Regions from separate parts of the Sus scrofa genome. Here regions 1, 3, 4, 5, 6 and 7 are each linked to region 2. Evidence: chromatin contacts called from public HiChIP or PLAC-seq data. All regions are on one chromosome and are shown on one strand. The core of a region is the stretch at or near the end of the contact, and the rest is flanking DNA. Distances in the headings are between cores, read along the strand shown. Region 1 overlaps SDC2 (syndecan 2). Region 2 has its middle 60 kb from the start of MTDH. Region 3 overlaps CPQ (carboxypeptidase Q). Region 4 has its middle 12 kb from the start of CPQ. Region 5 overlaps CPQ (carboxypeptidase Q). Region 6 overlaps CPQ (carboxypeptidase Q). Region 7 holds the start of SDC2 (syndecan 2).

Region 1 (3,612 bases), core at 507-3,006, 840 kb before region 2:
CTTGCTTTTTATGATCGTTTTGACATTTATCCACCTACTGCTTTTTTGTTGTTCAGAAGACTTTGTTTTTCAGAGCAGTGTTAGGTTCAAAGCAAAATTGAGTAGGAATAGAGAGTTCCCATGTACCCCCTGCCCCCATGCATGCACAGCCTCCCCCACTCTCAACATCCTGTGCCAGAGGGGTACCTTTGTTACAGCCGATGCATCTACATTGGCACATCATAGTCCCCCAGAGTCCATAAAATTATGGATTACCTTTGGGTTCACTCGAGGTGCTGTTTATCCTCATGTACCTCCTATGACAAACATATAGGGGGTATGCAGACACCATTGTTTGTTTGTTTGTTTGTTTATAAACAAGATTTTTTTTTGGTTGCTCTAATCTGGTTTCTAATCTTTTATTCTTTTTTCTTATAATCTAATTTTTCTAATCTTTTATTTTTTTCTTATAATAATCATTTTTATTTTTTCCATTATACCTGGTTTACAGTGTTCTGTCGGTTTTCTACTGTACAGCAAGGTGATTCAGTTAATTTGTTTTTATTCATAAAGAATCTGTTCTGAGTTAAAACCACTGTGGACCTCAGATCTGCTGAAACGGGTTATAGACTAGGGTGGCCCAGGTACTGGTCTTTGGTCTTTGGTTTCCTCAGAGTCTTTTCAGGCCCACATCAGGGCTGTGTAAACAAACCTTGACTCCTCCAGTGATCATGATGAATGTGGGTCCATCTTAATATTTCTTGTGAGAGTTGACATATTAAGAAATAAGGTTTTTGGCCTTAGAGCAGAGCAAAATTTCCTATTAGCTGATGGAAATTATGAGGCCGGTCATTTTGACCTTATTAGTCTGCTCTTGCAGTTAGCTGACCACTCACTGATAGGTAAGCTGTTTAAGTTGGAAAATGCATATTAAAGTCTGAAGAAGACCTAGGTTTCAAGTTCTAGATCTGATCAAGTGTCTTGGCTTCTCTGAGGCCATTATTCATGGGTCCTTGAGAAGATTCAATGTGAGGGCATGTAACACAGCATCTGAGACCCAGGAAACATTCTATAATAAGCATTACTAGAACTTGGTTAGAGCAGGAGAGACGGAGCCATTCACCCAGTGGGCGTGCAACCAGAGATTTGCAGGTAGTCCCCCAGTAGCATGCAGTTTATGCGAACTTGGAAACTCAAATGTCCCCTTTGGAGCTCATTTGTTGTTAGAAACGAGATGCTGCCATGCTTTTACAGGCTGTGGAAGGCTGTGTCGTGAAGGTAGGGCCAGGCCTTCTCTGGGGTAAGAAGCCCCCCTCCGCAGGTAGGAACCCAGGCAGGCTTCCTTCCTGCTCATTGAGTCTCCTGCTCTTCCCAGAGTGCATCTGTTCTTTCTCCCACCCTGCGCCCTTGGTGCATGTGCACAGGGTGGTGACTGACATGGCTGGATGGGTTTCTGCAGATGCCAAGTAGCCAGGTCAACCCTTTCCAGATTGGAGTATTGTCTGTTGGAGGGAGACGGGTCACTTCCAGTTAGTGGTAGATTTACTTCACGGGGCCAGGCTACAGGAAAGGAAGGAGAAGAAGCTCTGAGCACGGAGGCAGACACAGCTGGCATGTGCCAGCTCCGTGCATCGTCCCAGCTCCAAAAATGAATCAGTGAAATGAATGAAAGGAAGAAAGGAGAAGAGGAGAAAGGAAAACTTAACAGTTATGGCTGAGGATAAGGTGGCTCAACACCTCACAGTGTGTGTGTGGCACATCATCGGGTGTGGCTGCTGAAAGAGGCATCTGGCTTTACCACATGTTTATTTGACCACTTGTCAATGACTAAGCTCTTGATAGCAGCCACCTGCAGGACTCGCTCTTTTCGAGACAAGAAACTCAGCTTGAGCTTTTTGTGGTAGAGTTTATCTCAAGCAAAACCTGGTTTGATGTCGAGCTCTCTGGTCAGTTAACAACAATGGATTGAAAATCGATTTAAGTGTTTAAGAATGGGCTTTAAGGAAGAAATTGGGTCAGATTGAAATAAAGAAGATAGATGGTTGGCAGATGAGCTCAGAAATCGAGGACCCCAAAACATTTTAACACATTCCTGTTATCATCTGTGTTCAGTATAGTAATAATAAAAATTTGTGCATTCATGGGAAATTTATTGAGTGCTACTCATTGTGTCAAACACTATTCTAGGTACTTATAATAATATTGATAGTGAATAAGATTAATAATAGCGACTAAATGTTCTATTTTGTTGTTGCATGGCACAGCAAAGTTAAACATTGCCTGTAGAATACCATTAATGTAGACTTTGCTTTTCAGTGGGTCTCATGGTGGCGTTAATGTCACTGTTATAGATAGTCTGTCTAGTTTATTGTAAATTTATGTGACAAAATAAAAAGAACACAGTTGTTTGTTCAAGCAGAGCATCGCTCATAATCTTTTACTTCCGTTACATTTCCATGGCATCCACACAATCAGATATGGATATGATGGATCTTTAATTGACATCATTTAGTCATCTGTGCTGCCTTTCCATTATTTCACTTTGCACACATACATTAAGGTATTTCAGATTCATTCTATACTCTAGAAAAAAATTCTTATTAGTCAAACCCCTGCTTTCATACAATAAAAGTTTTCCATTTAAAGGATGAATGTTCTGGAGTTCCCGCTGTGTGGTGTAGGTTGCACCTATGGCTCAGATTCCATCCCTGGCCCGGGGACTTCTATATGCTGTGGGTGTGGCCAAAAAAATAATAATGTCCATCCAGAGCACTTGGAAGCTGGTGCACTGATGGACCATTCCTGTGAGTATGTGGTGGCCCCAGTTTTAGGGGGGACCTCCTGTCTTCACACCTGCAGACCCCCCTGAAATGCAGGCTCCTTATCAGAAGCTGAGTTGGAGAGAATGGAAATGTCAACTCTCCCAAATGATTTTAGGGACTCAAAAGACCTGAGGAGACATCAGGTCCTCTGTCTTAATGATGAGACAAAGATGATATGAATGAGTTCAGCTCGGTCACTAATACAACAGTGGCTACTTCACCTCCTTCGCCCCCAGAACTCACTTACCTCTTTCCCTGCTCACAAAGCATGGGCTTTCCATGAGAAGAATAGGAAACGGAGGCAAAATACTGCCAATGATCTTTTCTCTTTGCTTTACCCTGGTACACGAAAGCTTGGGAAGACCTTTCATAATTTTCTTTGCTCACAGTAATGTAGAGAATAGTGAGATTTGGGGTGCATGTTTGGCCCCAGTAAAATGGTAATTTCTCTGTGACCTCTGCTTTTTGTAAGTCATGGTGGCTTGAGGATTAAGGCAGTATGAGGTTTCCTGCAGCGTGGAAATGTAAGACATTCTTTTTTTAAAATTAAAATATAGTTTATTTACAGTGTTGTGCCAATTTCTGCTGTACAGCAGAGTGACCCAGTCATTCATATATACATACATACACACACACACACACATATTCCCTTTATTATATTAGCTTCCATCATGTTGTATCCCAAGAGACTGGATATAGTTCCCTGTGCTGTACAGCAGGACCTTGTTTCTTATCCATTCTAAATGTAACAGTTTGCATCTACTAATCCCAAACTCCTAGTCCATCCCACTTCCCCCCCCCCCCGCCCAAC
Region 2 (3,749 bases), core at 168-2,667:
CCAGATGGCATTAGAAATGGCCTTCCCTCTTTGCTTCTTCTTTCTTTCCTTCCTTCCTTCTTTATACAAAGATTTATATTTACCATGGGATCACCCTGTGTCACACTATGGAAAGCAGAAAGATGAAGTGAGATTCTCACATTCAAAAGATTTAGACCTACGTAGGAGGAAGATTCTCCTGTACATACAAATCATAATAAGATCATGGTAATGGCCATGAGAGTCGTAAACACAGTGACCCCCAAAATACAGAGAAAATAAATCAATTCCTGCTGGGGAGAATCAAGCAAGATATTTGAGCTTGACCTCGAAGACAATCTTGGATGTGGATTTTCAGAAACTAGAAAAAGAGTCTCCAATTGAGCGGGGTGAGCAAAGACACAGAGACAAGAAAACACAGCATGTTCATACATTTCTCTCTCTCTCTCTCTCTCTCTCTCTCTCTCTCTCTCTCTCTCTTTCTCTCTCTTTTTTTTTTTTTTTTTTTGGTCTTTTTAGGGCCACACACGTAGCACGTGGATGTTCCCAGGCTAGGGACTGAATCAGAGCTGTAGCCACAACCTGCACCATGGGCCAGATCTGAGACCTACACCACAGCTCACAGCAATGAAATGCTGGATCCCTAATCCACTGAGCAAGGCCAGGGACTGAACCTGCGTCCTCATGGATACTAGTTAGATTCATTTCCTCTGAGCCACGACAGGAACTCCAGGTTCATACATTTCTCAGTATGTCAAAGACCCTCCTATGTCACTGCTCCAGATACATTTCAGAAGGATTAATGGAAAGGAGATACCAAGAAAAAGCACCAAAAATCAAATGAACAGTGATCATCTCTGGGAGGTGAATATTTCCATTGTGTTTTTATATTTTTTTCTACTTGTCTTCGATGCTTATACATTATTTTCAATGTGGAATTTTTTTTTTTTTTTTTTTGTCTCTTTGCCATTTCTTGGGCTGCTCCCGCAGCATATGGAGGTTCCAGCCTAGGGGTCTAATCGAAGCTGTAGCTATCAGCCTACATCACAGCCACAGCAACTCGGGATCCAAGCCCAGTCTGCAACCTACACCACAGCTCACAGCAACACCGGATCCTTAACCCACTGAGCAAGGCCAGGGATCGAACCCGCAACCTCATGGTTCCTAGTCAGATTCATTAACCACTGAACCACGACGAGAACTCCAAGAAAGATTTTCAAATCACCTCAACATAGTTGTCTCCATAAAAGAGGAGAAATCAAATCTTCCCTGATATAGAATTATAGCAGCACAAGACAACTTCAATCACGTCACTTATGACGTGGAGGGAGAAAATGACCAGGAGAGGTAGTTTATCAATCTGTGGGTTCCTGCAGGTCCTGGCATTGCCTACGTGGGCGTACTTGACCGCCGAGGGAACTGTGTTTTCCTTTAGGTAAGCAATGCCTGCCCTCTGCTGGTGATTCAAAAGTTAGCTAACGAGAGCCCAGGTTTTTCTTACCCTGTCTTCCTAAAACAAAGTGATGAAAAGACAAGAAATATGAACTCATCATTCTGATGGCAAAGCCATATGTTTCATTATTTTGCTGAGTCTTGAATTACTTTACGTATAGGGGAGAAAAGTCTGTTGGTTCACTTTTCTTCTTGTGCCAATACAACCACTCTTCGGGCTGGAACTTTGAAACACCCTGTCCCCAAGTCAGAGGGATTTGCTCAGTTGGCAGGAAGGAGGGTATTCAGTTTGTAGGGTGTAAGGGAGCCCAGTGTCTGCAGGGGGTTAGGGGGTTTGCACAAAGTGACGAGGAGAAGCTCTGATAGGAGTTCCCATCATGGCGCAGTGGTTACCGAATCCAACTAGGAACCATGAGGTTGCAGGTTCAATCCCTGGCCTTGCTCAGTGGGCTAAGGATCTGGCGTTGCCATGAGCTGTGGTGTAGGTTGCAGATGCAGCTCAGATCCTGCGTTGCTATGGCTGTGGTGTAGGCCGGCGGCTACAGCTCCGATTCGACCCCTAGCCTGGGAACCTCCATATGCCACAGGAAGCGGCCCTAGAAAAGCCAAAAAGACAAAAAAAAGAAAAAAAAAGAAGCTCTGATACCAAAGGGGATCAGATGCTCTCCTAACTCAAGAAGTTTGATTCAGGCTTTTTCTGCTTTAAGCTTAAATGGGTGATTTAAGCTTTAAACCACCATTTCTCAACCTCAGCACCACTGACGTTCAGGGCTGGCTGGTTCTTGGTCACAGGGCTGTCCTGTGCTTTGCAGTGTGTGGAGCAGCGTCCCTCACCTCTTATTAGATGCCAGAAACCCTCCTGGCAAGTGGTGACAACCGAAAACTCCTCCAGACATTGCCAAGGACGCAGGTTCGATCCCCGGCCTAACACAGTAGGTGAAAGGATCTGGCATTGCCACAGCTGCAGGCGCAGTTTGAAGCTGCAGCTCAAGTCTGATCCCTGGCCTGGGGAAGCCAAAAAGCAGGGGGTCAGGTCTGATCCCTCGCCTGGGGCGGCCAAAAAGCAGCGGGGGTGGGGTGTGGGGGGGTAGGATGTGTTTACTTTAAACCAGAGCTTGATAGCACATTGCCACCAACTGCAACTTCTCAACCTTCAAAGGAATCCTCACCTCCTTGCCTTGGTTCTCTACTCCCATTTATTCACTCGAAAGCATTTGCTGAACCTGCATTATGTGCCAAATGCTAGTGCCAGGTGATGAGAACAAACACATGAATTAGACGTGGTCCCGCCTTGGCAACGTCTTGACCCTTGGACAACAGGCTGACATTTTTGGCTGTTGTTGTCCACTTTGTGAACAAAAGCGATTTTTGATTTCCCCTAAGTTTGTGGCCTAAAGAAGGGTGAGCTAACGAGGGCCTGCCAGCCAGTTACCCATCCTTACAAATAAAGTTTTACCAGAACACAGCCACTCATGGTTTATGTCATGTCACCCAGCTTTTGCACGTCACAAGGCAGAGTTCGGTTTGCTCTGAGTACACAGCAGAAACCATATGACTCGTAAAGCCTAAAATATTTCCTAAAAGGCTTTTAAAGAAGAAGTTCCCCAACCGCTAGGTTGAAGGGTAGCTGGTGGGGTTGTGGCAGGGAAAGCTGTAAAAGGAGATAAAAGGCAGGAAATTGCTGATTCAAGCCCCTGAGAAGAACGGCAAACTTGGGAAGCGTCGTGGTGCAGTGGAAACGAATCTGACTAGGAACCGTGAGGTTGCAGGTTCGATTCCTGGCCTTGATCAGTGGGTTAAGGATCCGGCATTGCCGTGAAGCAGTGGAGTAGGCCGGCAGCTGTAGCTCCAATTCGACCCCTAGCCTGGGAACTTCCATATGCCGTGGGTGCGGCCCTAAAAAAAAAAAGAACAGCAAACTGGCAGTGTGTAAGCTAGCACACAGTTCAGCGGCATGTATCAGAAAACCCAATCTTAGGCTTAAACAAAATAAAGCCTTCATTTCTCCTCTGTAAAAGAAGTCCAGAGGCTGATGGTCCAAGGCCGTTTGGGTGGCTCCATGATCATCAGGGCCATAGTTTCTCCATCAGCCTTAGCAGGAGCTTTTCCTCCAGGTGGTTTCATGGCTCAACATGGCTACTGGAGCTCCAGCAATTATATCTGTGTTCCCAACCAACAAAGAAAGGGCAGGGCAAAAGGATCTACCTTCTACCCGAGTTCATTCCCTTTAAGAAAATGACTTGCGGGAGTTCCCATCATGGCGCAGTCGTTGACAAATCCGACTAGGAACCATGAGGTTGTGGGTTCGATCCCTGGCC
Region 3 (3,548 bases), core at 948-3,447, 560 kb before region 2:
CAGCTTTATTTATAATTTACACAAATTAAACTTACCAAATTTGAGTGTACAATTCAATGAGTATTGAAAAATGTATCCAGTACTGTAATCACCACCACAGTCATAATGGAGAATATTTTCATGACCCCAGATGTTCCCTTGTGTCCCTTTGCTGTCTGCCTCCTCCTCTATTCTTCTGCCCCCTGGGGACCACAGATCTGCTTTCTGGAATGATAGCTTTCTCTTCTCTAGAATGTCATGTAAGTGAAATCATATTCCAGGAGTCTTTCAGGCTGGCTTCTTTCACTCAGCAAAATGCCTTGGAGGTTCATCCACGTTGTCGTATCCATTGTCCATTCCTTTAAACTGCTGAGTAGCATTTCATTGTGTGGTTAGACCACAGTGTGTTCATCCATTCACCAGTGATGGATAGTGAGTGGTTTCTAGTTTTTGACTGTTATCTATAAAGCTTCTGTGAACATGCTTGTATAAGCCTTTCTATGGCCATGTTTTCATTTCTCCTTGGGAAAGTGCCTAGGAGGGAATTGTGGGGCTGGCCTAAGATGTAAACACCCTAGTCGCTGTCAAAATGCCTCGATCTCTGTATTCTCTGGGGCAGCACTTCTCCAGGTGGGTGATGGACAATTCCAGAGAGGGCCCAGAAATCAGGGTTGAACTTTTACGTCTACCGTAGCATTGCATAGCATTCTAAGTTAGTCATAAATACCTCCTTACCAAGATGTATGAGATAGAAGGTTAACACAAGGTCTCCCACAAAGAAGTCACAGCATTGCTTCCCCAGAAGGAATGCGGGTGAGCCCAGGGACGTGAAGTTCCTGTGGCTGTGTCTGCCTTACAGCCTGCATGGAACCACATGGGCGTCTAGACTGGGATGGGAAGCAGAAGGCATGCGTCACCCCTCCAGGTGCATGACCCCGCGTAAGCACTGACCATCCCGATAAAGCCCCTCCTGGATACCCTCCCTCAGCGCACTGCTATGTGCCATTGTTATGGTGTCACCCCACCAGAGCTTGCAGGTGCCCTGAGCAGACCCTCTTTCACTTTTTCTTTTTTTCTTTTATTTTTATTTATTTATTTATTTATTTTTGTCTTTTTGCCATTTCTTGAGCTGTTCCCATGGCATATGGAAGTTCCCAGGCTAGGGGTCTAATTGGAGCTGTAGCCACCAGCCTATGCCAGAGCCACAGCAATGCAGGATCCGAGCCGAGTCTGAGACCTACACCATAGCTCATGGCAACGCCGCATCCTTAACCCCCTGAGCAAGGCCAGGGATCGAATCAGCAACCTTATGGTTCCTAGTCGGATTCGTTAATCACTGTGCCACGACAGGAACTCCCCCTCTTTTACTTTCTTCCTTTTCCTTTTTTCCCTAATGCCTATCCCAGCACTTGGCATGTAGTGGCTTGTCCATACATATTTTATTTAGTGAAGAAACAAAAGGAGAAAATGACTGCAAGACTTTCTTAATCTCCGTTCACTTTAAATCCAGGAGTTTTGCTGCTCACTGAGAACATGAGTTGTCCGTGGACACACTGAATGTCACCCCTGAATGCCACTCTATGTGACTAAACTTGAGTCCATCAGCTCCCTCATACCTGATGCTTCACCTCAGTTTCTTGTCTCTGTTAAAGGAACCACATTTACCTATCAGTATAGTTATAAAACATCAAGTTATTTTTCATTGGCTCCTCTTTATCACTGTCCTACATTCAGGAACTATATCCTTTTCAGTCTACTTTCAGCATATTAAAAAAATTGGGGAGTTCCCTTCGTGGCGCAGTGAAAATGAATCTGACTAGGAACCATGAGGTTGTGGGTTTGATCCCTGGCCTCGTTCAGTGGGTTAAGGATCTGGTGTAGGTCACAGATGCGGCTCGGATCCCACATTGCTGTGGGTGTGATGTAGGCTGGCAGCTAAGCTCTGATTCTACCCCTAGCATGGGAACCTCCATATTGCTGCAGGTGTGGCCCTAAAAAAAGAGTGAAAAAAAAATTGGGGAGTCCCCACTCTGGTGCAGTGGGATCATTGGCGTCTCTGCAGTGCCATCCAGGATGAGGGTTCAATCCCCAGTGTGGCACAGTGGGTTAAAGGATTCAGCATTGCTGCAGCTGCAGCATCTGTCGCAACTGTGTCTTGAATCTGATCCCTGGTCCAGGAACTCCATATTCTGTGGGATGGCCAAAAAAGGAAAAAAAGGAACAAAAATCTGTTCCTGCCTTGTCTTTACTGTCATTAATGCCCTGATTCAGGCCCTTGCTATTTCCCTCCCTACTTTCTTTTCTTCTGTTTTCTTTCCACTTCTGCATTTTTGTACTGCAGCTCAGTTATCATTTAAAACACTGATCTCGAATTGATGTTTCCATGCTGTCGGGTCCCCTCTTTTGTTCCCTATAAGATAAAGGTAAATTTGGGGTGACTGATCCGAGGTGAGCAAGAGGGAGTGGGGTTGGGAGGGTTAAGTTAGAAGCCGTTGTGCTTAAATTATATGGAACTATTCATAAATGAGCAGACATTAAAATGAAGGAAGCAGGAAGGGAAATGCATGATGGAGATTCAGTGTCAATTGAGACTCATTCTTCTTTGACTAGTGCGGGGAGTTCAGCTCCTCTAACTCTGACAAAATTTCCTAAAACCATTCAGCTTTACTTTTAACTATCAGTGATGCTAACAGTGACATCAACGTTGGTCTTGATAGTTTCGGTTGACTAACTTATCACTGACACATCCTTTTCCTTATTATGCCAAAGACCCAGTGCTAAATAATGTGGAACAAAGTAGGTGCAGTGGAAATTATCTCTAAGAAGGAAGCGGGTGCATTGAAATTCCCATTATTCTGCCTGCAGCTGAGCATCCTAGGTGACTCAAAAGTGGGTAACACTCAGGCAGTGGCTGAGAGTCTTTGGTGCTGACACCCAGCCCAACCCCTTACTTCTCCTACATGCCCAGCACCTGATGAAAGGAAAGTAATTAACCCGTAAAGAATCCTTCTGATTTGGCCCAAGATCCATGGACAACATGTGGTGAATTTCGGCTCTGGAAAAGTGTATATGTGATTGATGCACCATTAACACATTCAAAACCCTATCACATAATCCAGGGATAAGCCTTGACTGAATTAACCACAGGCTTTTTAAAAAATGCCCAAAATACAAATACTTTATTGGCTTTCAATGTGTGAAAAGGCGGAATAGTGGTATTAGAGACATACATCCTACCTTCTTCCTAAAGACTTCACAAGATGCCTCCTCCAAGCCTGGAATTCCCTCGTGACTCAGCCCTCTTCTGTGATTTGGGCACGTGCAGGACTCAGGAGACCCAAGGAGGGGGTTATGTGCATTTCCCTGGGGGTAAGCAAGCCTCTGGGAGCTCTGACATTTGGCCTTGGAACTCCTTTCTCTCGGACAGCTTTATCCCCAGGAAATCATGGTACCTGTGAGGCCCGTCCATGGCTGAGAATGAGTCTGAGAGGGTGGGGGATGAGAGCCCTGTGACTTCCAGGCTCATCCTTCTTGGCACTAAAATAGCCTTGTTATTCTACTCCCATTTA
Region 4 (3,378 bases), core at 511-3,010, 690 kb before region 2:
TAATAAGAACTGTGTTTGCAGCACGATTCGATGAGGGTCTTTCTGCTTTTGTGTTTATGGAATGGGGAACCTGGCTAAAGTGAGGGAAGCTGAAAGGCATGTTCCAAAGGAAATTGCTAATACCTCTGCCAGAGTGTTCCTTGGAACTTGTTATTAACCAGTTCAGGAAAAGATACATGGGGGAAACATGCTGTTTAGCAATAGAAACACATTAGAACAGCCAGCTTACTGTAACCCTATATTGGCAAATAGTAATTAAATCTATATATCTCCAGCTTTATGGTTTTCTGCAGCTGAGTCTCTGGAAGACTTTGATTCAAGGAAGGTCCATATTCTCTTCCTTGCCTCTGAAAGAGGCTGCTGTGTGCCTTGTAAGAGCCTTTTAATATCACCAGATTGAAGGCAAATATGTCACTGTTTTAACAGACAGAAGTAAAGCACTTCCTATTACTACCCTTAGGTTGGGGGTCCAAGTTCTAGCAAACTAGGACTTTACGAGACTAGAATCCCATGTCCCTTTGTCCCTTTTTTTCAGATCATAGGACCTCAGAATTGCTTATGTCATTGATTACCTACTTTGTATTTGGACCCAAAGTGTATGAACTGCATTCAGTTCATATGATTTATCTATGTTTTTGTTGACTGTACGTGCTCGATGTGACTGCAAGTCTGTACACATGTGGCGGAGTCACAGATCATGGAACCCTGTTGGTAAGAGGCATCTACCCTCATGGTCCGCCCAACATCCACAGCCAACAAAGGGACCAAGAGCTGCCTCATATCCTCTTTGAGTTACAGTACAGATTTTGCAAGCCAAGAATACAAAGTTTTTCCTAGAGTTCATGGTTGATTTCACTTATTGGAATTTTAATCGTATTGCTTCACTTACACAGCATGTGAAAGAGCTTCATATTTATTCCTTTCCATTCCATCATGATGTAGGTCAAAAGCCAAGTTACATTACATTGTATGACAAAGATTCCTACTTGTTTTTTGGCTACACTTGTGGCATATGGACATTTCTAGACAGGGATTGAATCTGAGCTGTAGGTACAATCTACACAGCTGCAGCAATGCCGGATCCTAAACCCACTGTGCTGGGCCGGGAATCAAACCTGTGCCTCAGTAGTGAACCGAGCTGCTGTAGAGACAATGCTGGATCCTTAACCTATTGTGCTACAGTGGGAACTCTCAAAGATGCCTACTTTTGAACAATTGGAGTTTGGGCTTTGTTGTTTTATATGCTCAAGAAACTTGAAAGGGATAAAGAAATCTGGATAAAGAATTAGTAAAGTGAGGAGTTCCTGTCGTGGCTCAGTGGTTAATGAATCCGACTAGGAACCATGAGGTTGCAGGTTCAATCCCTGGCCTTGCTCAGTGGGTTAAGGATCCGGCGTTGCCATGAGCTGTGGTGTAGGTTGCAGATGCGGCTGAGATCCCTCATTGCTGTGTCTCTGGTGTAGGCCAGTGGCTCCAGCTCCAATTTGACCCCTAGCCTGGGAACCTCCATATGTTACGAGTGTAGCCCCAAAAAGCAAAAAAAAAAAAAAAAAATTGCTGAATGTTTTCTGTGCTTAGGGAAGCAGGTGATGAGGGGCCCTAGAAAAGGCAAAAAAAAAAAATTAGTAAAGTGAGCTCAATTAATTTTCTTAAAATTTAAGTTGCTCATTGGTAAATAATAAAATGTCACAGACATACAATGAGTCAGTCCTGTGGCTCATGCCGGTGGGATGAGGAAGGATAAGGGAGATAAGGTCACTTGACGTCTGTAGAGTGGGGTAATGAGTGTCCAGGGTGGCCAGTGGTAGGAGAAGGGTCTACTGGTAGACCTCTTTCAGCAGGTTGTCACCCCCACCCTGCTCTCATTATGTCACTAATCTGCTGTTGCTCTACTAACTTCCAGAAGAAAGGGGAATATCATGCCCTGGGTTCTTTGCACTGCTGTCAGGATTTGCCTCTCTTCCTTCATTTTCCTGCTTTGTTTCCACAATGTTCATACCTTATCTAGGTAGGATGACACATTAAATGTCAGAGACGTTTAATGAAGCCTCCTTACCATGACTCTTGGGGAAATAATGGTGAAATTATTGGATACAGGTGAATCCTAGTGCAAGATGGTGAGAGAGGTGGGCCTGATCCACCTCACCCTATCTTGGAGTCTGATTCTCATAGGTAGGGCCAATTCTGGTTCATTCCTGTGTGTTTTTTTTTCAAGAAGTATAATGAACTTTTTAAAAAAGAGCCATATAAGTAGGACCCTTTCTTTTTTCTTTTTAACTTTCTATTTTGAAGTAAATATAGACTTGGAGAATGTCACAAAAATAATATAGAGAGATCCTATTGTGTCCTTTGCCACCTTCTCCCCATGGTAACGTATATGTAGCCGCAGTATATCAAAATCAGGAAATTGCCAATCTACAGACTTTATTCAGATTTAATTAGTTTTTACTAGGTGGGATTGTCTAAATATTTCAAACTCTATGTTTGTTTGTTTAAAATAGTAAGTAGAATTGAAGGTGCAGTGGAAGCAGAGGTTCAAGATGTCTGGTCTCTTCCTTTCTTTCTCTCTTGTCCTCCTGCCCCCATATCGTGTCAAAAACAGATAACAGAAAATGTATATCAACAAATACAGTCTGAACACTTACTCTGAGAAACAGTAAATTAGGTACCAAGGAGGAATAAATGCTTATCAGAGGAAATGTTGTTATATCTGGGAATTATCTACTGATACAGAAAGGTTTAGCTCAAGACAGGACATATTTACTAAGCACATGAAATATATTCAGCACTTTCTTTTGAATTTAAAAAAGAAGGGTTCTCCTCCATTTGGAGTGTTCTGTCTTTGACGCCTCTCCCCACTCAAATGCCTGCCAGCTCTAAGTCTTCCAAAACCAATCAGGTACCACTCATTATATCCTATCTAGAGTATCTACTAGGTGCTGGATCAAAGCTAGATCCTAGAGGTTCCAAGATGGACTCTATGCAGGCCTTGCCCACATTAATTCCATAGTTTAGTGGGAGAGACAACATTTTGAATGTAGATATTTTAAAGAAAGATAATCACTATGGCAAAGAGAATGTCTGAAAGAAGAGAAGGCCAGGACAGGGAAATCAGGAGAAGGTTGCTGTGGTAGTTCAGGTGAATGGAGTATGGCCAGAAATCAGGGCTTTTTAGGAGTTAAATATGATAGCACTTACTGATTAAGTGCTGGAGGGTTTAAAAGAGAGTGAGATATCCTGAATAGTCCAGATGATGGGGTGATGGAAATGTCATCCATTGATGTGGGAATTCCGGGAGAAGAGTGGATTCCAGAGGAAGAGTCCTAAGAAGAGTTTGGGTTTAATGAGTTAGAGGTGTCTATAGGAAAACAAACTAAG
Region 5 (3,494 bases), core at 526-3,025, 630 kb before region 2:
CTTGAATGATTTTTATTTCCAGGGATTACAGCAGAAGTTCTGGTGGTGACCTCTTTCGATGAACTGCAGAGAAGGGCCCCAGAAGCAAGAGGGAAGATTGTCGTTTATAATCAACCTTACAGCAACTACTCGAGAACAGTGCAGTACCGCGTCCAGGGGGCTGTGGAGGCTGCCAAGGTGGGGGCTTTGGCATCCCTCATTCGATCAGTGGCTTCCTTCTCCATCTACAGGTTGGTCGTTATGTTTCTTTGAAATGCTTTCAAAACCCCAGGTTTTCTATGAAAGAGAAGCTCCTAGGAAATGAAAACAAACCAGTCAAATGAAAATACTGACGGTTCATGGAATTTTCCCCTATCCCATATTTGGTCATTTGTTTGTCATGTCTTCATTGCCCCTTTCAGGATTCCAAGCATCACTTGCGCATTCCTTTAAAAAGTTTTCCACATCCACGATGATGCCATAACATTCCTTCTATAACCAATATATTTTATGTATTTGCACTGGAGGGAGAACTGAATTCATGTCTGCATTTCATCAAAGATTCCGAATGACCTCAGAGGAAGCCAGGCTTTTTTTTTTTTTTCCATTTTCACTAGAGAAGTGAAATAAAAATAAAGTGGGTAACCTGATGGGGGCCATCTATCGTGTAGTGGAAAGAGTTGGGAAAGCAGAGCACCTTGGATATAGACCTGGTTCTGCTTCTGAAGAACTATTAGGCCTTGAGAGTGTTCTTATTTTTTTAATTGAAGTGTAGTTTCAGGTGTACAGCGTGATGATTCAGTATTTTTGCAGATTATACTCCCCAAGTTATTATGAGATAATGGCGATAATTCCCTCTGCTGAACAATGTATTATTGTTCCTTATTTAGTTTATACATAGTAGTTTGTACCTGTTAATCCCTTACCCCCTTAGGAATGTTCTTAAAACTCTTTGGGCCTCACTCTTCTCCTCTATTAATCAGTGATGATGAACACTCATTTACCAAATGATTTTATCTATAAAGGTCTATGTAAACGTTTGGTGGTATTTTCTGAGGGTCACGTCGTAAGTTTTGTCTTTTTCTTTGTAGTTCTGATTGGGGTCATTGCAAAGCACTTTATCGACTTTCAGTCTTAAGAGGAAATTTGGCATTGCAGTGGGTAAACAGTCTAAAAATTGACCTGAAGACATTGGGCCGAGTTTAGTAGCTACATCACCTATCAAGGATAAACATCGATGAAAGAAGTGCCATTTTAGTGTTATAGCCTGGTCTCTGTAAGATTAGAAAAACATGCATAAATAACTGCAAATAGCATTTATTTGGATCTCAAACCTAGATCTTTAGATTTTTGTGTAAAGGAATGTCTTGTTATTTTGCACATGTGCTCTTCGGAGCTGGAGACACAGTTGCCTGACCTTAATTAATTATCACCCTACACCTTTGAAAAGAAAATAACTGAGGAGACATCAGCGACTAGGAAACCCAGGTAGAAAGCTTTCCAAAAGGGCAGAGAAAAGGAAAGGAAGTTTTTCTTTCACGGGGATAAGTTATCTTCCTGGGGAGGAAGATGGGGCTTGTTAAAGCCACTTGTTAAAAAGTTCTGTGAGAGAAAACCTAGTTACAGTGATGTCATAGGGCTAAAAATAATGCTCTTTGTAGAGTCTTTAAAGGTTTGGTGACTAGTAAAATAGCAATTTGACCATATTCTTTTGGATGGTTAATCATCCCAGGAGGGAAGTCCTGAAATAGCTAGCTTACTTCCCAGAATCCCTCAGTTACCCCTTAGAATAACATACTCAGCAACTTGTGGTCATTCACCATGATTTCACTGGTCATGAGGCCTAAATTATGGAGCCAGTCTGTTGCTTTGTGAAACTAGGTGATTGCCAGAAACATTTATTTAAGAACTACTACTCATAAGACTAATAAATTCCCAGATGACTTAATGCACAGCAATCTGCCAGGGTTCATTGGCATTTTTTTTTTTTTTCCTGGTGTAATGAGGACATCTGGAAACCGAGGCTGTAACCTAGGAGCACCAGAAGAATTTTATCCAGCCTCTAAGATTTGGGGTTGGCAACATATAATGTGTATTCAAACGCCGTTTTTCTTAATATTTCTAGATCCGGACTGGTTCTAATTTTTTCATTGATTTTATAGCCAGACATGTTTCAGTGGACTCTTTTTTTTTGTTTATATATTACTCCCTGAATTTATTACATTTATAGTTGTACAATGATCATCATAACCCAATTTTATAGCATATCTATCCCTAACCCCCAGCACATCCCCCCACCCCCCAACCTGTCTCCTTTGGAAACAAAGTCTGTGAGTCAGTATCTGTTCTGCAAAGAAGTTCATTGTGTTCTTTTTTCTTTTTGTCTTTTTCGGGCCAAACTGGAGGCATATGGAGGTTCCCAGGATAGGGGTTCAATCAGAGCTGTAGCCGCCGGGCTACTCCAGAGCCACAGCAATGCTGAATCTGAGCTGCATCTTCAACCTACACCACAGCTCATGGCAATGCCAGATCCTTAACCCACTGAGCGAGGCCAGGGATCGAACCCACAACCACATGGTTCCTAGTCGGATTCATTTCCGCTGCGCCATGGCAGGAACTCCTCTGCAGACCATTTTAACCTGGCTCTTCCCAGTACTAAATGGAAATTGTTAAGGTCACAAATAGCTGCCTAGCTGTCAAATATAATGGACATTTTTCAGGCCATCATCTTTAACTCTCTGAAGCATTTCTTACTATTGACTACTTTCTTCTTTCTTTCTTTCTTTCTTTCTCTTTCTTTCTTTCTTTCTTTCTTTCTTTCTTTCTTTCTCTTTCTTTCTTTCTTTCTTTCTTCCTTCCTTCCTTCCTTCCTTCCTTCCTAATTGAGCTCATTCTTTCACCTCTCCCCTGCATTTTCTCAGTGAAGAGAATGCCATCTGTTCTGCACTCTGAGTTAGATGATCCTTGATTACTTTTTTCTTGCCCCTTATCCATCATTTTTAATGGTTATTACATCTCCCAGCTTCTGCTCTGTATAAGTCATTTCAGCAAATACACATTGAGCAACTCCATTTCCCAACATCACTCCACGTTCTTCTAGTCAGGGGTCACTAAGACTTTCCTAGTGCACCCCATTTCCTCAAAGTTCCATGACTTTGCAAATGCTTCTTCCTCCGCAACTTTTCGATCCCCTTCTTCACTATTTCACACTATCCTTCAGTTTATCTGAAGTGTTTCTTCTTCTGGGGAGCCTTCCCTGATATCCAACTCTAGCCCAGGTGAGCTATCTCTTTTGGGTAGCTCATGTCAGCTGGTGTATATTCTGCATCAAAGTCTTGGAGGTAGTTTGGGTGCCTGCTTTGGTGGGGGTAGACTAACTGTTGTAACAAACAACTTAGCCACTTAACACAACAGGAATCTCTTTCTTACTCACATAATGATTCTAGGAGGGTGCTCCGCAGGTAGCCGTCTGCTCCTTTCCATCCTGTGGCTCCATCACCTCTAAGAAATCAGAG
Region 6 (3,849 bases), core at 529-3,028, 600 kb before region 2:
AGCTTCAGCTAGATCAATATTTTTTAGGTCTGCATTTGATCTAGTACCAAATACTTCTACTAGGAATATGGCGGAGGCCTACTAACTCTTTCAGAGACATAGGACACACTGGAGGCTTACCTGCTGTGTTGCCCCTGCCACTCTGAAGCTGATGCTCTCCTGAGGGCACCTTCAGTACTTTTACAGTGTGTTAGACAATCTTGCAGTGGATTTCAATATCTTAACACATTCTCTAAGACACCAGGGGAGAGAAGTCAGCATAGAGGAGACCATCAGTAGAAAAAAAGTCACCAAGAATAGCATATTTCCAATAACGGCAATTTCCTAGCTGAAAAGCTTAGCTGTTATCACAGTGAGAAGATACTGGCCACTGCTTCAAGGCTGTAGAACCTGCTCTTAATTCATATCAGTGATTTTTTTCCATGGGCTTGTGATAAAATCAATCCTTTGGATGGTTCGCTCAGGGCATCTTGAGTACCTTTTCAGATTCCCTCAAGCTCCTTGGCCCAAGAGTAGTTCCTTTTCTTGCCAGGGCACAGGGAGTGGGAAGGTAGCTTTTTCTAGGCATTTATTGATGCTGAGCCGTGGGAAGTGTTGAAGCCAGTAAACATGGGGTGTGCAAATGTGTTCAGCCTGTAGGAGCTCCTCCACTTCATAGGGAAGATCTGCTGGGATAGTTATCTTGGGTCTCTTTTCACTCCAGGGTAGAATTAGGCTCTTGGCTGAATAGGCAGGAGGTAAGGATAAGTCTCAGGGCTCTGGACAGTTAACCTAAAATTCTAAAGGAAAATTCCTTATTCCTTTTTTCCATTGCAGTAGCTTAGCTTTAGGCAGCATTCATAGACTCTCTATTGTACTGGAATAAGAAGCTGTGGTGCTTGTTTTCAAAAGTGGTAAATGGATTTTCAATGTGAGTTTCCTTGTAATAAACGCTGGTTTATTTTGAATTTAAAATGTGTGAATTTTGATTTAGTAATGTCATTTTAATTCTTTGAAATATAGTGAGGAAAGGATCAGAAATAAAGCAGTCTCTTTTCTGGGTTCATTCATTTATTCATTCTTCATTAAGCAGTTATTAAATTCCTCCTAGGCATTAGACATTGGGGTTTGCATTAGTGATAGACCAATGAATAAGGCTGTGATACTTTTGTTGGTGCTATGTATAGAAATTGTCTAGATTGAATTCTAAGCCACCACGAGCCTTTGAGAATATAGAAAATGGAAACCAAACAAAAATTATTCCATTTAGAATCAAATTTGTACAGCCAGTTGTCTAAGAAAGTGCACTGCTTTTTACCAGTAATTTAGAATCTTATGACTAACAGCAGAAAATTGGGAAGAACAGTGAAAGAGGCAAGAAGTTAATGGAATAGGGACAGAGCTGAGAGGACAAAATTTGAACAGAAGGAGGAAAAGCCACAGGGCTTGAGGAAGGTTGTTTAGGTCACTAATCTTACAATATCTTCTATTTCCCAATCAGTACATCGTGATCCTGAAGACGTAAGGATATGACGAGGATATCACTGGGGCGTGATACATTCTTCACAGTCTCACTTCCCTTTGCTGATTCTGGCATCAGAGTTGCTGTAGAGTTGCTCAAAAGTGTATGGAGAGACATCTTTAAACAGGTGTTCTTATTCTTAAGAAAACTTGATATACTTAAATTCAGATTGATTTACTTTACAGAAAGCAGATGATTACCCAGAAAGCTTTGTACCCAGTGCTACCCACACTAGGGATGTACATGACAAACACGCTGGTCCAGCCCTCTGAGACTAAGGACCCTTGAGCAAGGCCAGGCTGGGATATAGCCAAGCATGATATGAGTAGGATATGATTGAGACCTCAAGGGAAACACCAACAAAATATTGTGGGAATTCAGGGTAAAAGTACTTCTGGTTGTCAGGTAATTGAGTAGAGGGAGAAAGGTGCAAAAAGTTCAGAGAGGTTTTCATGAAGGAGAGAGTATTTTAACCCATCATGGAAGATGGTTTAAAATGTCAGTAAGTGATAGATTTCAACAGGGATGGAGGATACGAACATTATAGCAAAGAGCAGAACAAGGTCATAAAGGAGAAGCGCCTGGGGAGTTCCCATCATGGCTCAGTGGTAACGAATCCAACTAGTATCCATGAGGATGCAGGTTCGATTGCTGGCCTCACTGTGTGGGTTAAGGATCCGGCGTTGCCATGAGCTGTAGGATAGGTCATAGACGTGGCTCAGATCCCACCTTGCTTTGGCTGTGCTGTAGGCCAGCAGCTATAGCTCCTATTCGACTGCTAGCCTAGGAACTTCCATGTACTGTGGGGGCACCTCTAAGAAGACAGAAGAAAAGCTTGTATGATGACTGCTGATGTAGTGTAGGGCGGGGTGTGGGGATGGAGGATACAGAAAAGCAATGTACTTTGGGGTCACACAGATATGTTTTCAAATCCCTTTTACTTATATATATGGGACTATGCCCAAATTACTTAGCTTTTGTGAATTTCAGGTTTTCCATCTTTAAAAGGGGGACAGTAATATTGGTTTTAGTGTTTTTTTGTGTTTGATTCTTTGGTGAAGATTGGTCATAATCTATGTAAATTCTTTGGCTCTCATTAAATGGTAGCAAATATTATGGAGAGTAGTTAAGCTGTCTCAGTTTTGGGCAATGGTATTAGATAAGACTGGAAAAGTAGTCTGTGATCAAATTTTGTTTGGTCTTAAGGAGCTAGTTTAGGAATGTGGATTTTAATTTATATATATACATTGAAGAGCCGTTGAAAAATTTTGAGTAGGGAGTGATATGATTAAAGTTTAGAATTGGAAACTTTATTCTGATAGCAGTGCTGATGCCAGATTCATTGTAGAGATAAAATGTGACCATTTAGAACAGTTAGTTATGGAGAATGATATCAAACACTGCTAGTCACATCTGAGTATCTGTTCTTTCTCCTTTCAATTTTTAGCTGTGAACGTGGCCATCTAAACTGACTGTTATCTTTTCTAACCTTTGTTGTGTCTAGGTGTGACTATGTGTAACTATGTGTGGCTGTGTGACTATGTTCTGACCAGAAGTGTCATATAGTAGCATGCCTAAAAGATAGCTGGCACACATCCTTTTCTTCCATCACTTCTTCTATTCTGCTACTTATATAATCTGCCATCTTTGTAGGTCTAGCTGCTCATTTGGATCCTAGGAATAGTGGACGGGTGAACTAGAAGGAGCCTGAGTCCTGTAAGACTTCATGGAGCACAGTATCAGCCCCAGTTTAAATTCCACCTGAGAGGATTAAGCTAGAAGCCACTGAGATTTTGAGATTCTGTTCCTTGTGGTAGAACCCAATCATAGCCAATTCAGAGATGGAGGGAAAATGAAAAGGAGTTTCTTTTCTAGGATTTCAAGCTGATGACAGTTATAGGAATAAATTCATTGAAGGAAGTGTTTTTGGAGCAGGGGACAGATGATGCTGTGGGGTCCAGTTAGATGATTGGAAACCAAGTTAGGAGCCTGAAAGTGTGGTCACAGTTAGAGATAGAAACCTGAAGTGGAAAGGAGGCCTCTAAATACCTTTGGTAATTGAATATATGGGAGGGGATAAAATTTCCAAGGTAGAAGAATGTAAAAAAGGTGCAAAAACCTGAAGGCTGACTTTGGGCGAGGTGTCTGTCCATAGAAGGATAGGAAGGCAGAAGAGATAGGGAAATTAGGTAGGAGAAGATGCATATCGATGGTTGAGAATAAAGGAAGGAGAATAGAGAGTGGTTTGGTGATGTTTCTTCCTTTTGTATATGGCAGGAAGTGTGGGAAGGGAACAGGAAGTCCGGGGTTTCTCACAGTCATGAATGTCCTGATTATATGTGTTAATG
Region 7 (3,776 bases), core at 811-3,310, 960 kb before region 2:
ATTTTAAAAATATATAGTTCATTCCTCCAAGACCCAAGCCAGACCCACACTGACCCACAGGGGCCAGCTCAGTTTTGGTGGAATCAGAAGCGTCTGATGTTACAATGCTCAGTCCCTTGATATTTTTTTCTTTTCTTCACTTTTCCATTTTTCCATGTTACTTTTTGGCTGCCAATACCTTAGATTTGCCTGTTGGGAGCTTGGTAGTTGGGACTTAAAACCCAAAGAGCTCAATGTCTCAGACTTAGCATTCTCTAAAGTTCTCTCTAGTTCTCTAAATTTCTTTCTCTGAGATTTCTTATGGTGAGAGGTTGCTAAGACATTGTAGTTCGCACTTAGAGTATGACTGTAAATATATATATTTACAGTATATATATATATATATAAATGCTTTTTATTTTTTCCTTTATAGCTGGTTTACAGTGTTCTGTCAATTTTCTACTGTACAGCAAGGTGACCCAGTCACACATGCATATATACATACTCACAATATCCTCCGTAGAGTATGACTGTATATTATTCTAAGTTCAAAAAGTATCAAGGTCTGGTGTCTATATATCTACATCTAGGTTTCTTAAAGGCTCACAACTCTTATGCAGTATAGAGTTTTAGATCAAAGTTTATCCAATAAATATGTATTGTATATCTTTAGGCAACAGGAATGAGAATACAGTGGTGAACAAGACAGAAAAGTCGCTGGTCTCCTGGAGTGGGCATTCTAGGACCAGACTGGCTCTACAATTCATTTACTCCAGAAATTAGAGAGAAAAATAGTGGTAGAAACTGGCAGGGAGTTTGCCATGTCCGGTAGTGCACTAGAGACACAGAACTGAAAAAAAAAAAAAAAAAAAAAAAAAGACTTCACCACAAAATACTTGGGACCAATTACTTCCATTCAGGAAACACATGCTCATCATTTTCTTCAAACTAGAAATTACTTTATCCTGCTTTTCTTTGAAGTTCTCTTCAATCTGTTATTGTTCAGGGTCTCTATCCAATTTCTCATCAAATTGCCCTATTTGTAGCTTCCAAACATTAACACCTCTATGTTGAAATGGAGCCTATAAAATGCCTTCGGGGCTTAAACCATGTGTGAGGCAGAAATGGTATTTAAGCCCTTAATGAAATTATGAGCTTTTAAAGGGTTGCGTTTTGGGTTTATGGGAGCTTTCCTCCAGATTTTTTTTTTGGGGGGGGGGCGTTAGGGTGGGTGGGAAATGCTCAACACACGTTTATTACGTTTATTGTTTTCGCTTTTAAAATACAATTTTCATGAACTAGCGATTTATGAACACTTTACACTGCTTGAAAGCATCTGTAAACTTGGTGTGTGTGTGTGTTTTTTCCAACTCTCAAAGCAGCTTCTTGCTACTGGTCGAATTCCAGCCGGCAGAAAAGCTAAATATGTCTCGTCGCTTCACCGATCTTTCTCCAGAAAAGTGAAAGAGAATAGAAAATAGAGAAGGAGCAAGGGGGAGGCGAGAGGAAAAGGCGAAGGGGTAAGGGGAGAAGGAAGCCAGAAAATAAAGGAGCGCCGGAGCACAGATTGCAGACGAGCAGACCCAGAGCAGCCACAGCGCGGAGCTGCCGGCGGCCACTGGTCCCCCGAGCTGCCAATCGCGGTGTAATCCTGTAGGAATTTCTCCCGGGTTTAGCAGGGAGTCACACAGCCGCCTCCTCTCCCGAGTGGCCCGGAGAAGCCCAGAGAAGCTGGCTGGGGAGGGAGGGAGGGAGCGGGAGGAGAAGAGGAGGTGGAGGAGGAGGACCCTGGGAGGGAGGCGGCGGCGCGGGAGGAGGAGGGGCGCAGCCGCGGAGCCACTAGCCCTGCCGGACGCGCTTCTCTCCAGATACTCCCAGAGCTCCAGCCGCGCGGATCTCGCGCCCCCACCGCTCTGCCCCCAAACTTCAGCTGCAGCTACATTCCAAGCCATCTAATTTATTCCTCAAAAATCAGAAACCGAGCCGCGACACGGGGAAGGAGTCCGCGGAGGAGTAAAACTACAGCAGAGCAAGAAAGGCTCCAGAGAGCTGCCTCCCCGGAGCAACAACTCGGCGTCGGGAGTGTAGGAACCAACAAGTGAGAAGGCGCCGCGTTCCCCCAGCGCAGCCGCGGGCAGCGGGAGCAGGCGCAGGAAGAAGAAGCGAGCGCCCCGGAGTCCCGAGCCCGAACCCCCGAGCCCCCGAGCCGGAGCCGCGGTCGCGGAGGCTGCTCCGCTCCGGATTCTTCGGCGCGGGCTGCGCCGGGCGCTGAGCAAGAGGTTCCGCTTCTCTCTGGTTGCAAGCGGCGGCTGGGAGCAGCCGATCCCCGGGGAATATGCGGCGCGTTTGGATCCTGCTCACCTTGGGCTTGGTGGCCTGCGTGTCGGCGGAGTCGGTGAGTGGGCCAGGAGGGGGACGCGCGCGCCACATAGGGTGTCGAGGCCGAGCGGGGTGCGCAGAGCCCGCGGGGAGTCGGGGAGCGCCACCTGGGGGATGCCCCCCACTCCCAGCTGTGTCAGCTCGGCCCCCGGGGATCTGCTGGGACAAATGCGCTCGCTCCTCCGCCCCTTCCCTCCTCCCTTTCCCGCAGAAAAGCGCCGCTCCCTGGAGTTGCCTGGAGGTCCCCCGGGATCAGCAAGAGAGTACGGCAGTTTTGTCGAACCGCAGAGGCCCCAGAAATCTCTCCCAACTTCTTCGCCCTCGGAGGGTCTTTCTTTATGGCCGGGAAGGACCGATGGGGAAGGGTGGCCGGAGAGAGGATGTCGGGAAAGGGCAGCGTGAGAACTGGTCCCCTCCGCGCGCTCCCGGAGACCCAGGAACGACCTGGAAACTTTGGGGTCCCTTTGTCAGCACACACACACCCCCACGCCAGCTTTCCTACTCCATTGAATGCACGTTCTGGGGAGATGGGGCCCAGCTTTGAGAAACCCGCGAGTGTCCGGAGAGGAAAGTTTGCAAAAGTTCTTTTGTTTGATGTTCCGGGTGGCTGGGGTAAGGGAGCAGACACTGCGTGGATAAGCTACCCGCGGAGGCACAGTCGTCGGTCCCTTGGGGGGTGAGCGGGATGCGCCCCAAAATGCCAGGATGCGGACCCCTGGACTCCAAGTCTTGCAACGACCCGACCTCCTTGAGGGTCGGGGGGCGGCTTGCGGGCCCTAAGGAACAGGAGGGCATTTTGGTAGGGGTTGCGCTCAAGTGCAGCAGCTGGGCGAGGTGAGGTGCCTGAGACACTGAGCTTGGCCTCGGGTCGCCTGGCTGCTCGGAGAACCGGGGCTTCCAGCCCGCCACGCTCGTCCTCGCGGGCCCCGGCTGGGGTGCACCGAGGCTTGGAGGAGTCTCTTCTCCCACGGGCCCGAAAGCGGGCATCTAGCTTCCCTCCCTGGCCTCGGCGGTGGGAACTTGCTTTCTCCCCCTTTGGGTCGCGTTTCGGGGGTTGGAGCTTGTTTCCCTCCGACACCCAATGAGCGCCCTCTAAAGGGAACTGCCTCCTGGGTTTTGATTTGTGCGTGACGGCCCCTACCTGGGCGCTCTGAGCTTTGTCCGGCTGGGTGGAATCCCAGCACCCGGATCACGTCTGCAGCCTCATTGCGGTCTGGGACCTCGGTTAGGGAGTGCAGCTGTTTCTGTCCCTTCTGGTTCCTCATATCTCCTCCTTGTGCCACCAAATAACTTGTCCATTTCTAGTAATCTGAACTGCCTTTTCGAAGACAATTAATGTCATCTTTAAGGTGGTTTCATGAGTTTCCCCCCCTCGCCTGTTATTCCCCCCCACCCGATTTGGAATCGGGAAACCTCTT

What was found. HiChIP or PLAC-seq counts read pairs in DNA pulled down with a chosen protein or histone mark.
Region 1: an H3K27ac HiChIP or PLAC-seq map of alveolar macrophages shows a contact between it and region 2. The contact joins two enhancer-like sites. A contact is called at or near these places in 1 of 47 Hi-C or Micro-C datasets (embryonic fibroblasts) and 1 of 2 datasets of contacts at active chromatin or transcription factors (alveolar macrophages).
Region 3: an H3K27ac HiChIP or PLAC-seq map of alveolar macrophages shows a contact between it and region 2. The contact joins two enhancer-like sites. A contact is called at or near these places in 1 of 47 Hi-C or Micro-C datasets (embryonic fibroblasts) and 1 of 2 datasets of contacts at active chromatin or transcription factors (alveolar macrophages).
Region 4: a contact with region 2 is called in an H3K27ac HiChIP or PLAC-seq map of alveolar macrophages. The contact joins two enhancer-like sites. A contact is called at or near these places in 1 of 47 Hi-C or Micro-C datasets (embryonic fibroblasts) and 1 of 2 datasets of contacts at active chromatin or transcription factors (alveolar macrophages).
Region 5: an H3K27ac HiChIP or PLAC-seq map of alveolar macrophages shows a contact between it and region 2. The contact joins two enhancer-like sites. A contact is called at or near these places in 4 of 47 Hi-C or Micro-C datasets (embryonic fibroblasts, fibroblasts and mesenchymal stem cells) and 1 of 2 datasets of contacts at active chromatin or transcription factors (alveolar macrophages).
Region 6: a contact with region 2 is called in an H3K27ac HiChIP or PLAC-seq map of alveolar macrophages. The contact joins two enhancer-like sites. A contact is called at or near these places in 1 of 47 Hi-C or Micro-C datasets (liver) and 1 of 2 datasets of contacts at active chromatin or transcription factors (alveolar macrophages).
Region 7: a contact with region 2 is called in an H3K27ac HiChIP or PLAC-seq map of alveolar macrophages. The contact joins the promoter of SDC2 here to the enhancer-like site in region 2. A contact is called at or near these places in 2 of 5 promoter capture datasets (fetal skeletal muscle and liver), 10 of 47 Hi-C or Micro-C datasets (brain, embryonic fibroblasts, fetal heart ventricle and 6 more) and 2 of 2 datasets of contacts at active chromatin or transcription factors (alveolar macrophages and skeletal muscle).

The regions. Positions count from the first base shown.
Region 1 is chr4:40,007,490-40,011,101 of Sscrofa11.1, reverse strand. The region is part of intron 3 of SDC2 (syndecan 2); the gene reads left to right. Among named protein-coding and RNA genes, the nearest start is that of SDC2, 120 kb to the left of the region's middle. Within about 2 kb of position 1,756, at least 2 of the 83 cell types and tissues checked have an H3K27ac peak or open chromatin away from gene starts, as enhancers often do. A contact at or near this core is called in alveolar macrophages, where this site is marked.
Region 2 is chr4:39,170,954-39,174,702 of Sscrofa11.1, reverse strand. No RefSeq gene overlaps it. Among named protein-coding and RNA genes, the nearest start is that of MTDH, 60 kb to the right of the region's middle. Within about 2 kb of position 1,417, at least 2 of the 83 cell types and tissues checked have an H3K27ac peak or open chromatin away from gene starts, as enhancers often do. A contact at or near this core is called in alveolar macrophages, where this site is marked.
Region 3 is chr4:39,729,785-39,733,332 of Sscrofa11.1, reverse strand. All of the region lies in intron 3 of CPQ (carboxypeptidase Q), which reads left to right. Among named protein-coding and RNA genes, the nearest start is that of CPQ, 120 kb to the left of the region's middle. Within about 2 kb of position 2,197, at least 3 of the 83 cell types and tissues checked have an H3K27ac peak or open chromatin away from gene starts, as enhancers often do. A contact at or near this core is called in alveolar macrophages, where this site is marked.
Region 4 is chr4:39,866,278-39,869,655 of Sscrofa11.1, reverse strand. No RefSeq gene overlaps it. Among named protein-coding and RNA genes, the nearest start is that of CPQ, 12 kb to the right of the region's middle. Within about 2 kb of position 1,760, at least 2 of the 83 cell types and tissues checked have an H3K27ac peak or open chromatin away from gene starts, as enhancers often do. A contact at or near this core is called in alveolar macrophages, where this site is marked.
Region 5 is chr4:39,805,637-39,809,130 of Sscrofa11.1, reverse strand. CPQ (carboxypeptidase Q) reads left to right here. Exons shown (of 8, transcript NM_001243691.1): 2 at 23-230. Among named protein-coding and RNA genes, the nearest start is that of CPQ, 49 kb to the left of the region's middle. Within about 2 kb of position 1,775, at least 10 of the 83 cell types and tissues checked have an H3K27ac peak or open chromatin away from gene starts, as enhancers often do. A contact at or near this core is called in alveolar macrophages, where this site is marked.
Region 6 is chr4:39,771,065-39,774,913 of Sscrofa11.1, reverse strand. All of the region lies in intron 2 of CPQ (carboxypeptidase Q), which reads left to right. Among named protein-coding and RNA genes, the nearest start is that of CPQ, 83 kb to the left of the region's middle. Within about 2 kb of position 1,778, at least 4 of the 83 cell types and tissues checked have an H3K27ac peak or open chromatin away from gene starts, as enhancers often do. A contact at or near this core is called in alveolar macrophages, where this site is marked.
Region 7 is chr4:40,127,767-40,131,542 of Sscrofa11.1, reverse strand. SDC2 (syndecan 2) reads left to right here and starts at 2,060. Exons shown (of 5, transcript NM_001315754.1): 1 at 2,060-2,374. The coding sequence starts at 2,315.